4 separate regions of the Zea mays genome follow, and all the other regions are linked to region 4. The links are chromatin contacts, called in public Hi-C maps. All regions are on one chromosome and are shown on one strand. The core of a region is the stretch at or near the end of the contact, and the rest is flanking DNA. Distances in the headings are between cores, read along the strand shown.

Region 1 (3,490 bases), core at 979-3,478, 240 kb after region 4:
CCCAGGCTTATGATGGCTGGGGAACACCAGGAGGATAAGGAGGGGGAATGTTTTGTCCGGTTTGGACATGGTGGTGGCCTGACTCCTTCTGTTATAATCGTTAAGGTAAGGATGTGCAAGGAAAGAGAGAGATTCGATATTCAGATCTCACGACGATGAGATTGCAGAAACCGGACTAGTGGGTAAAGTGTACACCTCTGCGCAGAGTTTAAAAACCTATTCGAATAGTCCGCGTCCACAGATATGGATGAATCATGGCATGGATTTGACAATTAGTGTTTTGTTTTCCAAAAATGCTTTTGAAAAGTGGTTTTAAAAGGTCCGGCGGTTGAGCCGTGAGCTATGGTGGACGGGAAGTCCAATAGCTGTTTTTAAAATGAAAACCAGTGGGAAACTGCTGAGATACCTGGATGGTTTAGTCCAGGGGATTTTGCTCTATATTGAAAAAAACTTCCTGCTCCTTTGGAGAGGACGCGCTTTGAAAAATACAAAATGTTTTACAAAATAACTCTGCATCAAATATTGCTATTTCTGTAAAATATCCTGAGCTCCACATATTCCATGCATTATATTTGATTTCTCCATTCCGTGGGTGAAGGTGGGCTGCTGAGTATGTAAGTACTCACCCTTTCTTATTTGTTGTTTTCCAGAGAAGGAGATCGTTGATCGGGTAAGAGTTACGCCTGTTCCCAACCTTGCATGTGGCTGTTTGACCGCTGATTTGCTTCGCTGCGTATATCGGGCTGCTTCAGCCCCACTCTGATGATATGTCCCGAGTTGTGGACCAACTCTTAAAGTTGATCGCCACCTTTATAGGTTTGTCTCGTTTTAGCAGATATAGAATCATCTGTTGTATAAATGTGTTTACTAGCCTCCTGGAACTAGTAATTGTATCACATTTGAGTCCGAGAGGATTGAGGTGTTTCAATCTCGGCGAGGTGACACACAGTGAGATCATGGGCGACACAACGATGAGAGATGAGATCAGGTGCCACGACAGATCAAATTCTTTTTATTTGTTGGCTTAGGTTGATTCTAGGCAACAATCCTCATAAATACATGGAACATTTGGGCCTCCTTTCGGGTTGAGGCCCTGGTCGTCGGCTCATTGCCTAGGTCTAGAGTCAGGCCTACATAGGGTCTTCCTCGAACTAGTTTAAATCATCTCTCTAAACTTTTCAAAGCAAAACCATATGAATAGTGACACCGAAAGCCACCTCCGACCTACAAAATCTATTTATCGTGGGTACAGAACCACAATAACTATTGATATCAAATACTTCATTTGTCCTAAAATAAAATTAGTTTTAGTTTTTCAGTGAATACGTACAATATTTGGTGTGGGTGTTCTCTATGTGCATATATATATATTTATCATTATCTAGTTAAATATAAACATAAAAATCAATAGCTAAAATAGATATTAATTTGGTACGGAGGGAGTGAGTAAATATAATAAGAGATGAACGTTTGTACTGGAATGAAAAGCAGTAAATGACATGATCGTGCAAGTTTAGGTAGTGAACTAATTACTCTTACGTCGAACAAAAGACAAAGGCAACAAGCCAGAGTCAAACCTCACTCGAGCCGTACAGGGACAAAGCCGTAAATTCCGCTACGTTTCTCTGTGCCGGTCCCACTCTCTTTGGCTTTCTGCGCGCACTGTGCTGCTGAGTTGGGTTTAGGGATGGCAACGGGTACATACCCGTCGGGTAGTACCATTCCATACCCGTACCCATCAAAAAAATTCTACCTGTCGGGTTACCCATATATACTCGCGGGTATAAAATCTTACCCATACCCGTACCCGCGCGGGTATTTTTACCCGTCGGGTAACCCGTACCCGCTAGGAAAGAATTAAATTCCAATATACCAATCACTCAAAATATTAAATAAACATATAAAAACAACTTCAATTTCACATATAACAAATCATATGATTACATAACTTGGTATCTAGGCAAATGATAACTAGAGAAGGGTTTTATTCTAGCTAAGTTGGACTCTATTAGATGTTTATAGTGCTATTGATGCGGGTATATTTTACCCACGGGTAGACGAGTATGGATAGTACCAACCCATACCCGTACCCATCTACCCAACGGGTAGAAGTTTTTACCCATTAACATACCCGCGGGTAGAGAAATCATCCCGTACCCGCCTTCATATCGGGTAAAACCCGTCGGGTATTCGGGTTTCGGGTACCCATTGCCATCTCTAGTTGGGTTGGGTCTCCGTGTCGTCTCTGCGACTCCACTTGCTCTTTTCGCTGGCCCTGGCTACTTGCGGCAACTCCCATCTCCACGCGCTCTCCCATCCGAGATCTCAACCGCCTCGCCGGCGAGCGACTGACGGGCGGACGGTCCCGCCGGCTATGGGGAACTGCTGCTCCGATGAGGTGAGCCACGCCGGCGCTCATCCCGTCGGCTCCGCCACCGCCAAAGCCGCCTCCGCAGCCTCCGCCGCGGCCGATCGCTTTCTCCGCTCCCGTGGTGCCGGCGCGTCCACGCAGATCGAGGTAGGGAGCCCCCAGCACCCTCTGGGTACACGGCGCGGGCGCCAGCTTGCAGCGGCTCGGGCACCGGCATTGTGCCGGGCGCTGGCGACGGCTCAGTCCCGCTCCCGCCGCGTGTTGTCCTTTTGCTTGTTTGCGGATCGATGCTGTGGTTTTTTTGGCGTTCGCAGAGGACATACCGGGGTGGCGGTGACTAGTTGGTTTGTGATTGGAGCCATGTGAATTTTCAGTATCTCACTCATATTAGAGCCTCCGCACTGGTCTTTCCCTTTTTCGGTTTATACTACATTACTACTAGCTATCTGGTCCCCCGTCACGCTTCCAGGCTGCGGATTACCCTTTCTGCGAGGATTCAATGTTTTACCATTTGGTTCACGCGATGTAAAAGTGGTAGCGCGGGAAAGCGACTCGTTGGCTTAGGCTAGGATAGGATACTGTCATGTACTCATGTTACTGCTACGTTACTCGTTGGCTTAGGCTGGGATAGGATACTGTCATGTACTCATGTTACTATTATATTGTATCCCTGTCAAAAGTTGTCACGACATACTATACTTGCACTTTCGAAATAGAGAACGTAGCAAATCCTTCTAGTGCTAGGTAGTTAAGTCCATTTATTGTGGGGCAAAATTAAATGCTAGAAATGTACTTATTATGTATGGGAGGGAGGACATATAAGCTGTGATGATTGGGCACTGGGCTGATTTGATTATGCTGGCCACTGGTTTGGTGCTTTTTCATCAATTCTGCTGATTGTGATCAGTGGCTTTTGTGTTGCCATGGAGCTGTGATTCAAGATGGTCATGATGGTTGAGTCATATGTTCTATGATATATCTATTGATTTGTTTACAACCTGTTTTGTGTATCTACTCTTTGGGTCCTCACTGATTTTGTGAGTAGCATTTTTTAAGCTGTAATTAACTAGTATGACCGTAGCAAGTTCTTCATTAATGCTATGTTCTGGGGCACAGTTA
Region 2 (3,362 bases), core at 295-2,794, 160 kb after region 4:
ACTAACTATTAGCTCTAGTGTATTCAAACACCCGTTGGTTTCTATGGACTAATTTTTAGTCTCTACATTTTATTCCATTTTAGTCACTAAATTATCAAATCCGAAAACTAAAATAGGGTTTTAATTTCTGCATTTAACAATTTAGGTAAAAAAATAGAATAAGAAAAGAGGGACTAAAAATTAATCCCTAGAAACCAGGCACCCCTTAGTCATCTCAAGATCTCATATGAGCTGTTATGAATCGAAAACATAGAGAAGACATAGATTTAACGTGGAAAACCCTCCAAAGCAAAGGGGAAAAAACACGGGTGTTGGACAGCAACAATCTCACTATTTACTGGATGGATGGTTAAAGATCGCAGGAAATTTACAATAAGATGACTATTTCCTATGAATTACAATTATATTTATAGAAACGAAACACTAAGGTGAGTATTGACTTCTTTAGAATTTGGATCACAAATTCAACACGAGCAAACAAAAGCACAAAGATTCCGATACGATGTCAAAAAAGCAAACGAATATTCAGGACATACCATGTTTGACATGCCACCTTTGAATGTGATCCAGAGACATTTCCTCTGCTGCGCCTACACAGAATTAACATAAAAGTCAAATATTCAAACAAGGGAGTAGCAATCACCAGCATACAAAAATAAGGAATCGCTCATCAGAACATGATCCCAATATTTATACGAATTCAACAGTAAATTGTAAAACATGCCATCACAGTTAAGATAAAATGCAAGCACCTAAACTGCTGCAAGATCGTTGCTAGTCCTAGAAAAAAAAGAAAAACAAATTTCCCCACGGATTCTGCATCTGCAATAGGATGCCGCACAATTTCTTGCCTCCGGTAGTCCGGTATCCTAAATCGTCCCCAGTACCCGCAAGAACGATAGGATTCCAGCTGCCAAATCACAAGAAAGCAGTTTTGCCTCACGAATGCGCTCCAAAGATCCAAGAAACCTTACCTGCTGCCGCTGTTGCATTTCTATCTCCTCCGCCAGGGCCCATTGCTGCTCCATCGACAAGTTGTCGAACGCCGTCTTCGAATCGATATGCCTCGTCACCTTCGGCACCTCCATCATCGCCTCCACCAACGGGCTCTTCCAAGACACTCCAAACCTCCTGTCACCGTCCGCGAGCGTGTTGGCGGACCTCAACTCTTCGGCTTCCTCGTCGGAGACGATGTCGGATGATACCAGGGAGTTGGTTTCCTCGGAGCGGGTCGGGGAAGGCAGTGGGGATGGAGCCAAGACCCCCTTCCCCTTCAGTGCGGCGGCGGCCGCAGAGGGGCTCCCGCTCTCGGCTCCCAATGGCCCATGGGGCCGTTCTTGGAGACCGTCGGTGGACGGAGAGGGTGGCGGCGGCTCTGCAGCTGCGGCGGCGGCGCCGGCGTTGGACTCATCGCGGTGCCTACTACCCGGTTCTTGGATTCGGATGCCGCCGCCTCGGGCCCTTCCTGAACCGGAGGCCATCCTGGCGGGAAAAGCTTATTAATGGGCAGCAGGGCAGGCGACCGGCAGGGATTGATTCGTAAATTCTGAGAGAACACGAGGGAGTGAGGAGAAAAGCGACGAGGGTGACGTTGTTAGATCCGGGACGATGGGAGGTTATTTATCAAATGTTGGAGGGGGGGGGACTTATGGAATGTTCCCTTTTTCCTTCGCTTTACAAAGAAGTTTTGATGCGATGATTTTGCTGAATAATCATAACCTTTAGGGCTAGTTTAGAAAACTCATTTTCCAAGAAATTTTCATTTTTCTAAGAGAAAATAGTTTATTTTTTCTTAGAACTAGCTCGGAAACTTCAACATTTTCGAGATTGGAGGAGATTGAGGGAAAATTAGTTTATTTCTCTTCAAATCTCCTTCAATCTCGAAGTGAATTTGAGTTTCCAACTAGCCCTTGGAAAAATAGAGTTTCCAAACTAACCCTTATTTTCAAAATTCAAAACAAAAAACTTTATCGTGACCTTGAACATGTAAGTGTAGCTTAGAAGACAATTTGCAAAGCCGCTACATTAGAACACCAACATAGCTGCTACAAGTATTAATTAGTATGAATAAAATCTAAGCTATGCCATTCGTCTCACTTTTTATGTCTAATGTTGAATATGAGTATGTATGCTTAACTTATGGAGAAAGGGCGCAACCTAGCTAATGTAGAATTTAATTTTTGTTTTTAGGGCAGGCAGTGGTTTTGGTTGGTGTTGACGCCTTTTCGGAGCGCCAAATACTCAAGAAGAACCGGCGGCGGTGCTCTCTGGTCAGGCGCGGACGGTCCGCGGTACGGAGCCGGACGGTCCGCGACCTGACGCGAGGCGACGGTGCTCTCTGGTCAGGCGCGGACGGTCCACGGCCTGGGCCGGACGGTCCGCGACCTGGTGCAGGAGCTTGGGTCCTCTGCCTGACGACCGGACGGTCCGCGCCCTGAGGCCGGATGGTCCGCGCGTGCGCAGGGGCGGCGGAAGTCGCCGGCGGCAGCCTGGATCTCGCTCCCGGGAGGGACCCCGTCGGGGAGGAGAGATCCTAGGGGTTGTCTAGGCTCGGGCCGGCCGACCTAGACTCCTCCAATCGGCGTAGAGTCGAAGAGAGGCAAAGAATTTGGGGATTGAGAGGCTAAACCTAAACTAGACTAGAACTACTCCTAGGATAAAATGCGAATAAAAGTTGTATTGATTCGATTGTTAATTACAAATCGGCCGTAGACCTCTCTATTTATAGAGGAGGGGGGCTGGACCCTTTACACAACTGATTCCGAGCTAATCCCGTGAATATAGCTAACAACCGTAGCACAAAACTCGGAACCCTAATCTGTTCTGCGCACGCGCGGACCGTCCGGCCCACAGGCGCGGACCGTCCGGACCGCGAACCGTCCGGCCTCAGGGCCGGACCGTTCGCTTGCTCATTTCTGGTTCAAACATATGCCCCCCTGCTTTTTGGTGGAGCTGGGCGAACCAAAAGCAACTAGCTCGATGTGATCACATCGATTCTCTTAGGCATCTTGCCACATACTAGGATGGTACTGTTTGAGGAAACGCCCATTCAAAGCCTTTGGTAAATCCTTGCCTTGTAATGTTTGTAGCAAATAGGCGTTACCAGACATTACATGTTTTACTTTATAAGGACCCTCCCAGCTTGGCGACCATTTCCCAAACTTCTGGTCTTTATTCCTTAGAGACAAGATGGTCTTCCACACCAGATCCCCTACTTGAAATGACTTTGCTTTGACCTTCTTATTGTAGGCCCTGGCTACCATAATCTTGTCCTTTTCTATTGCTCCCAAAGCTATCACCCTCTTGTCGGTCACCTCATCAATATTATCCATCATTGAATTATAATAATCAGTGATAGTTAG
Region 3 (3,711 bases), core at 695-3,194, 200 kb before region 4:
AATCTCAAATTTAAATCCAAGCACACCAAAATGATAATCAGACTGAAACGTCCAGGAGCAGAGCAACCGCTAAATTATTCCATTAAAAAAAGTTTGTTGCAGAAAAGAAAAAAGAGCACCAAGAACTCGATTTTTTCCGCCCCGTTAAGCACCAAAATAAAGAAAAAGAAGACAGGATACATCTCATAACAAGGTACTAGGTAGGATGTCCAATCAAGAGCATCAGTTTTGAATGAAGTTCATGTGCTTACAAGTTAGGAGAAATGTTAGGAGCTGTAAACATGAATACCTCAACTTCAGCATGGACAAGAGAACCAGAAAGCCTCCCACCTTCTGCCTCAAGTATAAACAGCGGCAAGATTCGTGATTTTTATAAAGTTATTTCAGGATAGATGATCATTATGTAGGATGACGAATAACGCTGCCACCTAGGTGAAGCTTCACCCAGCGCTAATTAAGACCGTTAAGTCATTTCACCTAGGGCGATGAATAGTATAAAGCACCGGGAGGCAGCAAACAGGGGAAGCGGAAGTCAACGAGCAGCTCACCAGATACAGGCACGGCGACAACCGATGGTGCAGGGGGAGGAGGAGCCACCGCCGGTGCGTCCTCTACCTCCTCCTCCTCCTCATCCTCCGAGAACAAGGCCTCCTCCGTGGCCGGGCGGCCACTGTCAAAGACGGCCTCGGGGACCTCCGCCTCCCTGTCCTCCTCCTCGACGTGCACCGCCACCGCCACAGCCACAGCCTCTTCCGCCGCAGCGGCATTCCGGGCGGCGCGGTCGTCGAGGACTGGGCGGGCCCGGCCCTCGAGTATGTCGTACACCTCGCGGTCGAAGAAGCCCGGGAGGCGGCGCTCCCGGCGCGCGTCGTTGCGCATGGCCCAGAAGGACGGGTCGCGCTCGGCCGGCGCGGCCCGCTCCCACTCCTTGATCTTCTTGTAGTCGCCGGCGAGGTTGCTCCAGCGCTTGCGGCACTGCACGGGGCCCCGCTCGACGCCGTGGCGCCGGCAGTACTCCGCCACCGCGGCCCACTTGGGCTCTAGCGCCGCCGCCGCCGCCGCCGTTGCCGAGGCCTCCCCCGACGCTGCGGCGGCGGCCGCCGCCGCCGCTGCCGCCAGGCGGCCCCTCCCAGCGCGCCCGCCGCGGCCCTCCACCATGCGCTTGCCCTCGATGAGCACCAGTATCTCCTGCCGGGTCCACCGCGGCAGCCTCGGCGCGCGCCCTGACGGGGCGGGCGCCGCCGCCGCCGCCGCAGCAGCAGCTGCTGCCGCTGCTGCTGCGCCGGCGGGGTCGCCGGCGGTGGACATGGGTGCGGGGGGCTGGGCGGAGGCGCGTACTTTTTGTGGCAGAAGTTGACGTGACGGCGTGAGGCGGGTGGTGTAACGGAGGGCTAACGACGGGTAGGAGAGAGAAAGGGAAGAGAGAGGAGTGGCGGGACGCGTGGGGGAGGGGGACTGGGGAGGAGACGGAGAGGGGGTAGAGAAAGGAAGGGTTGCGTGCGTTGCCTTACGTTTAAGCAAGGGGATTAGGAGCAATGGCGTTTAATTAGGCGACTCACTCATGAGTGACTTGTGATAGGAGTACTCGATTTCCATGTGCTCCGTTCTAAATTTCAGTCTAGGTTGTGTAGCCTCTGTTGGTTGCTCATACGCAACTAGTATCTTCTAGTGATATAAACATAAAACATACTCAGCTAATTTCGTATGAGCTGCCTTGCCTCATCAACGTGAACGAAAGGACAAAAAGGAAGAGAGAAAGAAAAAAAAGCAGGCTAGAACAGAGGGGGTTAGTTGGAGCAGCAGCAGGGGATAGGGAATCGGTGCCCAATACCAAGTGCCGATGCATGATGCGTCCTCCCACCGTGATGTTACAGGCAAAAAAAAAGGGTGCCTGCCTCAATCCAATTCCAAGGGGGTTTCTGGGTGTGGTGTGGGTGCGAGTGGTGGACTGGTGCCTTACGCGGGTGGGTTTAATTTATTGTGCGATTAGGACCTGTGATTAGAGCACGACAATAGGAGCCCAGCCTCTCTGCCTCACGTCCCAACGGTCTCCATCTCTGTGGAGTGTGATGCGATCCTTTGTCTTCTTTTTTTTTCTTTCTTCCAAGCGATTTTGGGCCTTCTCACAGTAAAAAAAAAAGTAGGCACCTGAAAAGAATTGACGGGACTATTTGTGTCTCTGCTTCGGGACGATGATTACCGGCGACGCGTGTCCATCCATGACTGGCAGCGAGCCTATGGGGAGATGCTTCGTTATGTTAACGCCCCGTAGTGAAACAGCGTTCAGTCAAGCATTGTGCTGCTCTCCTCTCCTCTAGTTTGGTGCTCGCTCAAACGGATGACCATGTAAAGATGTTGCCAAAGGGATATATGATTCTAGATCTTTTTTTAATTCAATTCTACTTTGGGAAATTTTATAAAAAAAACAGACAAGCTATGCAGTTTTGTTCTAGGAACTTCCATCCTCCGTCCCCAGGCAAAGTTTAAGTGCCGTTATTGGTTTCGAAAGTGGAAAAGAGAGAAAGAGAATATGTTGCGTATACCCACAATGTTTTGTATACACACGCATGGACCATGGCACCCCTGTTGCCTTTGCGCATTTGAACTACTGTTAGAAAATTAAGCATTATCAGATCTATTTTAATCTACAAAATCAGTGTGATATACATATGTATGTGCATGTGTGTATCACTACTCAGATAATCAGTAAACAACAATAAAACATGCACAAATACAAAGAACAGAGTGTACCCAGCATAGGGACCGATGTCCAAGGCATCAGTGGCTCCATTCACACGAGACATCTCGTATGTTCGATTTAGTCGTACGCAGTCGATGCCGACAGATGTACGTTGAGCACCTGCACACCCGTACAAGTGTAGCTCTGTGGACGGCGATTTAGGAGGCCTGCTCTCCCGCTCTCTTTGTGTTCGCGGAAGGTGGGACGGGAATGGGCTGAGTGCAATGCGCGTCTGAGACTGTTCGTATGTAAACAGAAGAACCAACATCTCCTCTATCTCTGTATTTGTACACGCGCAGAGGTAGGGACAATCGTTAGAAGGAATATTCGGACCAAGGTCTGGTCTACCATGAGCCACGGCCCGACCGGTGGCGCGCGCATGTCAGTGCTTCATACTTTTATCAACTTCTCAATAGATGCACCAATGACCGACCTATTTAAGTTGATTTTTGAAGATTCAGGAGGGAGATCCCCTACTGAGATTTTATTAAAAGCGAGAAAAGAAAATGTTACAACTAAGCCTAGTTACAAATCATAAACCAAGAGAACTATTTATGCAGTTTACAACCCTTATGTCTGCCACGAACTCAGCCAATTTGGGATGGAAATGTCAAACTTCCCACGCGCTCTGTGAATGATGAGCCGCAGCTCCTTACAGAATTCTTGCGTACAGTGTTGAACCAAAGGATCTTTATTTGCAAAAAGTCATTCATTTCGGCTTTTCCAGATGCTCCAAGTCATGAGAATGATAATCTCCATAGAGAAAGGGACGTTAAGCTGAATCTTAAGGTTTGCTGAAGCCTCCTCTTGAAAGTCGCCTAGAGGGGGGTGAATAGGGCGAAGCTGAAATTTACAAACTTAAACACAAACTACAAGCCGGGTTAGAGTTAGAAATAGAAACGAGTCCGAGAGAGAGGGCGCAAAACAAATCGCACGCGGATTTGTTTTACCGAGGTTCGGTTCTTGCAAAC
Region 4 (3,675 bases), core at 309-2,808:
CACTTCGCACTTTTCAAAATTATAAAAACATCACAAAAATGTTGTTTTTTGCACTTGAAATTCCATTTCTGATCACAATAGTAATAAAAAATCATATAATCTTGGCAGAACAGAAACTATAAACATCTGCCATTGCTTTCATCTCTATGCTACACCCATTTTGAACATGATCTCCTGCCAGAATATATTTTATCGTCCCAATATTTCATATAAGCATGGATAGAACAAAGACTGAACAATCCTGATCCAACATCTGAAACACAAAAAATTGGCACAAGAGTGCTCACACCAGTTACCAATCACAACCAAAGATGAAGAAATATTCAGGTCATATTGTACCTTTCTCCAGAGCGGTTTCTTGTCTTTCACCTGTTCCAAAACTAACATCAAATATTCAAATAAAGGAGCAGTGATAACAAAATTGGCACTTATCGAGCCTTGTCAGCTACTCAAAATATGATTATGCTTTAGTCCAGAAATCAGCCAGGCAAAGGCTAAAACCAGCAATGCATGTATTCAGCCTATGATCTAAAGAAACTACATTGGTTTATGCTATCTCAAATAAACATAGGGATGGGCCCTTACATATTTGACGGTGAAATGAAAGCATGACAACAAACTGAACAGAAATACCGATTACAACAGCGCAAGAACATGCACCTAAAAAAGTCTCTGCAAGATCGTTGCCACTCTAAGCAACAAAGAAAGAGAAACTGGCCCCAACGTCTGCCTAAGGATTCCACCCCTGCTCCAGGATGCCATACAATTTCTTAGCCCCGGACTCCAGTATCCTAAAATCCTCCCCACAAGATCCCCATGAACGGCAGGATTCGATCTCCCAAATGCAAAATCACAAGAAAACAGGAATCGCTCAAGAACGTAGTCAAAATATCTAGGAAATAACACCTGCGCATTCCGTTCCCTCGGTATTACCTCAGCCTGATATAGACTCAAAATCTCTCTTAGATGCTGATATTACCTCAGCCTCGGCTTTCTGGTCCGTTTCCCCGTTCCGCCGGCACTCCACCATCAGTTCATCGAACACGTCCTTCAAATCGAAGCGACTCTCTCTGTCACCATCTCTCATCGCCATGCTGCTCCCCCACACCTCGTGGAATATGCTGCGGGGCGGAGAGGGCGGGCTGGGGGGCTTGCCGCCCGAGGAGCTCGGAACTCTGGTTCTCGAGGCGGAGGGAGGGCGTGGAGGAAGAGGGGGCTTGCCGCCTGCGGAGCTCGGACCTCTGGTTCTCGAGATGGAGGGAGGGCGTGGAGGAAGAGGGGGCTTGCCACCTTCGGAGCCCCGTCGGAAAAGAGACATGGTCTCGTCGCCCTTCCGTTCGGCCGCCGCGGCTGTGGCGGCGGAGGGGTCCCGGTCTCCGGCTTCCGGTGGCCCATGGACCTCTTCTTCAGTGATCTCGGACTGCGGAGCAAGGGAAGGCGGCTCTGCAGAGACGGCGGCGGCGGCGTTGGACTCCTGCTGCTCGCGCAGCAAATGGGCCGAGTCTTCGGTTTCGGTGTCTTCTTGGTTCTTTCCTGAACAAGAGGCCATCGTGGCGGGAAGAAAATCCTGACGGGAAAGGGGTGCGGAGGGTCTGTTTCAACAAATCTGGAAGAACGAGGGGGCGGAAGTGAAATACGTGGAGGGCGTCGTTTTTAACTGTGGAGATGATGGGGGGCTATTTATAAAAGCCGTAACGGTCACTCGGTCAGTATCATGAAGATACGAGAATGGGGCAGCACAAGGGATTAGTCATTGGATGATTGTTGCTGTTAATCACAGGACAAAGTAGATTAAAGTTTTAGTGCATATATACTCTTGTGAACTTGCATATGTCAAAGCGAATACGTATCTTGGATACGCTGCAAACCTAGTGTCCTAGTGTATCCATGCATCATAGCTTGCATAGACTGGATATTTATGTAGATGCAGTGCTAAAGAGTATTTGGTTTATAGGAACTAATGTTTAGTCCCTATATTTTATTTTATTTTAGTATCTTCACAAATACGTTCCATATTTAACAATTTATGGACTAAAATATAATAAAATGAAGAGACTAAAGATTAGTCCATAGAAACCAAACACCGTCTTTGTTCCATGCTAGACTTTCAATTATTTGTTGAGGGAGTGAAGGACCCACTTGAAATGGCTATTCTTGATGGTCGTCAACTTGCACTGAAAGTAGTTCCATATCATTTTCCCGATCCCATCAAAACATCGATTCAAATTTGAACTATTTGAATAGTGCTTGTCGGTACTCTGAATATGAGGTGCACACTCCTGCTATGTTTAAGTGAAATCCCGATGGCCACCATTGAGGATTTCACGGGCAACTCGCCCAACGTGGGGTTGAGGCCCATAGTCGGTACCCTAAATATGGGATACCCACCCCTGCTATGTCAAAGTGAAACCCTGGTGGCCACCATTGAGGATTTCACGAGCAACTAGCCCAACACGGGGTTAAGGCCCACCATATGGAGTCGTGGCCAAGCCAGACCCGTCTCCTGGGCTGGATCACAATCTCCATTAAGCCCCATAAAGGGAGGAATCAATAACTTCAGCTATAGATCACGGATCCTGCAAATAGAACCCGGACCTCTTTGTGGACCCATCAGATCCATGGAGAAAGGAGTCCGAAGGGAGCACAAAGCCCCGGAGAAGAAGACACTCTCTGGCTTCAGCACCGAGCCTTCGGAGTGGCTTCGAGGCTAGAAAATACCATCCAAACCTCATGCCAGGTGAGGTCCGATGTCGCCACGTATACGGACAAGTGCGTCCAGCGCCTGGACCCCATCGGGAGAGGTCTGAGCCCACGATCAGAGAAGGCCTAGGAGTGCCATGTCATTGCTTATTTCCGGGCCTGCCTCTTGTCCAGGCAGAGGTATGGTGCCGATGCATGGCCAAACGCACCCGAACGATGCCTGACGAAAGCCTTTGACATAGGTCCCGCCAGTATTAAGTGCGGATGGGATGCATACTTGCCCGCGCTGGTGACGGGTAGCGTATCCCTAGCATTAAATGCACTTGGCGCGCCAAACCCGTTACGTGCGGATTTTACAGTTACCCGCATGTTACCGAGGTAAGGGCATTGACCTAATGTGTCTGTTGGGGGTATGCTTCGTAGCCGAAGATTCTAAAGAAAGAAACACCTTCGGCAGATCCTCTCAAAAGCAGTGACGAAGCTATCACCTATAAAGCTTCGGCACAGTGACATGTCTCAAGACGAAGGGGTGAACCGACTTAAAGATGAAATGACCTAAAGACCCATGATATTCTGTCATTATTGTAGTTGATTGTAAAGGGCATAAATGTAATTATACACAGGCTGCGCCCTGTGCCTATAAATAGGTGAACAGTACCCCTGTACTGTTCACGCAATCTTATAATCGCTGACACATTACGCTGGAATTATTGCTTTCTGCCAAGGCGAAGGTATAAATGTACCTAAATATTATGTTTTAATATTTAGGTTTGTATAATAAAATATGTGAATAATCTTATGTGTTTTTGATATATCATTCCCTTATGTTTCATATTTTTTATACTTAATCCTACATTGTTTTATAACTCTAATCACGAAGGTATGACCTTCGTGATATCTTACTCATGGCCTTCGTCCGAAGTTCATTAAATCCTTGGGGATATAATGCTTCAGTGGACGAAGGGCATTAATATT

Evidence for each region. Hi-C and Micro-C count contacts between places; a contact is called where the count stands out from the background.
Region 1: a Hi-C map of ear shows a contact between it and region 4, with 3 times the contacts expected there. The contact joins the promoter of LOC100280648 here to the promoter of LOC103627205 in region 4. A contact is called at or near these places in 7 of 25 Hi-C or Micro-C datasets (bundle sheath, ear, leaf and 2 more).
Region 2: a contact with region 4 is called in a Hi-C map of ear, with 3 times the contacts expected there. The contact joins the promoter of LOC103627207 here to the promoter of LOC103627205 in region 4. A contact is called at or near these places in 7 of 25 Hi-C or Micro-C datasets (bundle sheath, ear, endosperm and 2 more).
Region 3: a Hi-C map of leaf shows a contact between it and region 4, with 7 times the contacts expected there. The contact joins the promoter of LOC103627203 here to the promoter of LOC103627205 in region 4. A contact is called at or near these places in 2 of 25 Hi-C or Micro-C datasets (leaf and tassel).

What each region holds. Positions count from the first base shown.
Region 1 is chr5:169,556,124-169,559,613 of Zm-B73-REFERENCE-NAM-5.0, forward strand. It overlaps LOC100280648 (copine-3), which reads left to right and starts at 2,229. Exons shown (of 16, transcript NR_176456.1): 1 at 2,229-2,518.
Region 2 is chr5:169,478,649-169,482,010 of Zm-B73-REFERENCE-NAM-5.0, forward strand. It overlaps LOC103627207, which reads right to left and starts at 1,545. Exons shown (of 9, transcript XM_008647505.4): 1 at 975-1,545; 2 at 537-590. The coding sequence starts at 1,481.
Region 3 is chr5:169,111,220-169,114,930 of Zm-B73-REFERENCE-NAM-5.0, forward strand. It overlaps LOC103627203 (Trihelix transcription factor ASR3), which reads right to left and starts at 1,945. Exons shown (of 3, transcript XM_008647501.3): 1 at 549-1,945. The coding sequence starts at 1,308.
Region 4 is chr5:169,315,243-169,318,917 of Zm-B73-REFERENCE-NAM-5.0, forward strand. LOC103627205 reads right to left here and starts at 1,559. Exons shown (of 9, transcript XM_008647503.3): 1 at 980-1,559; 2 at 340-369. The coding sequence starts at 1,549.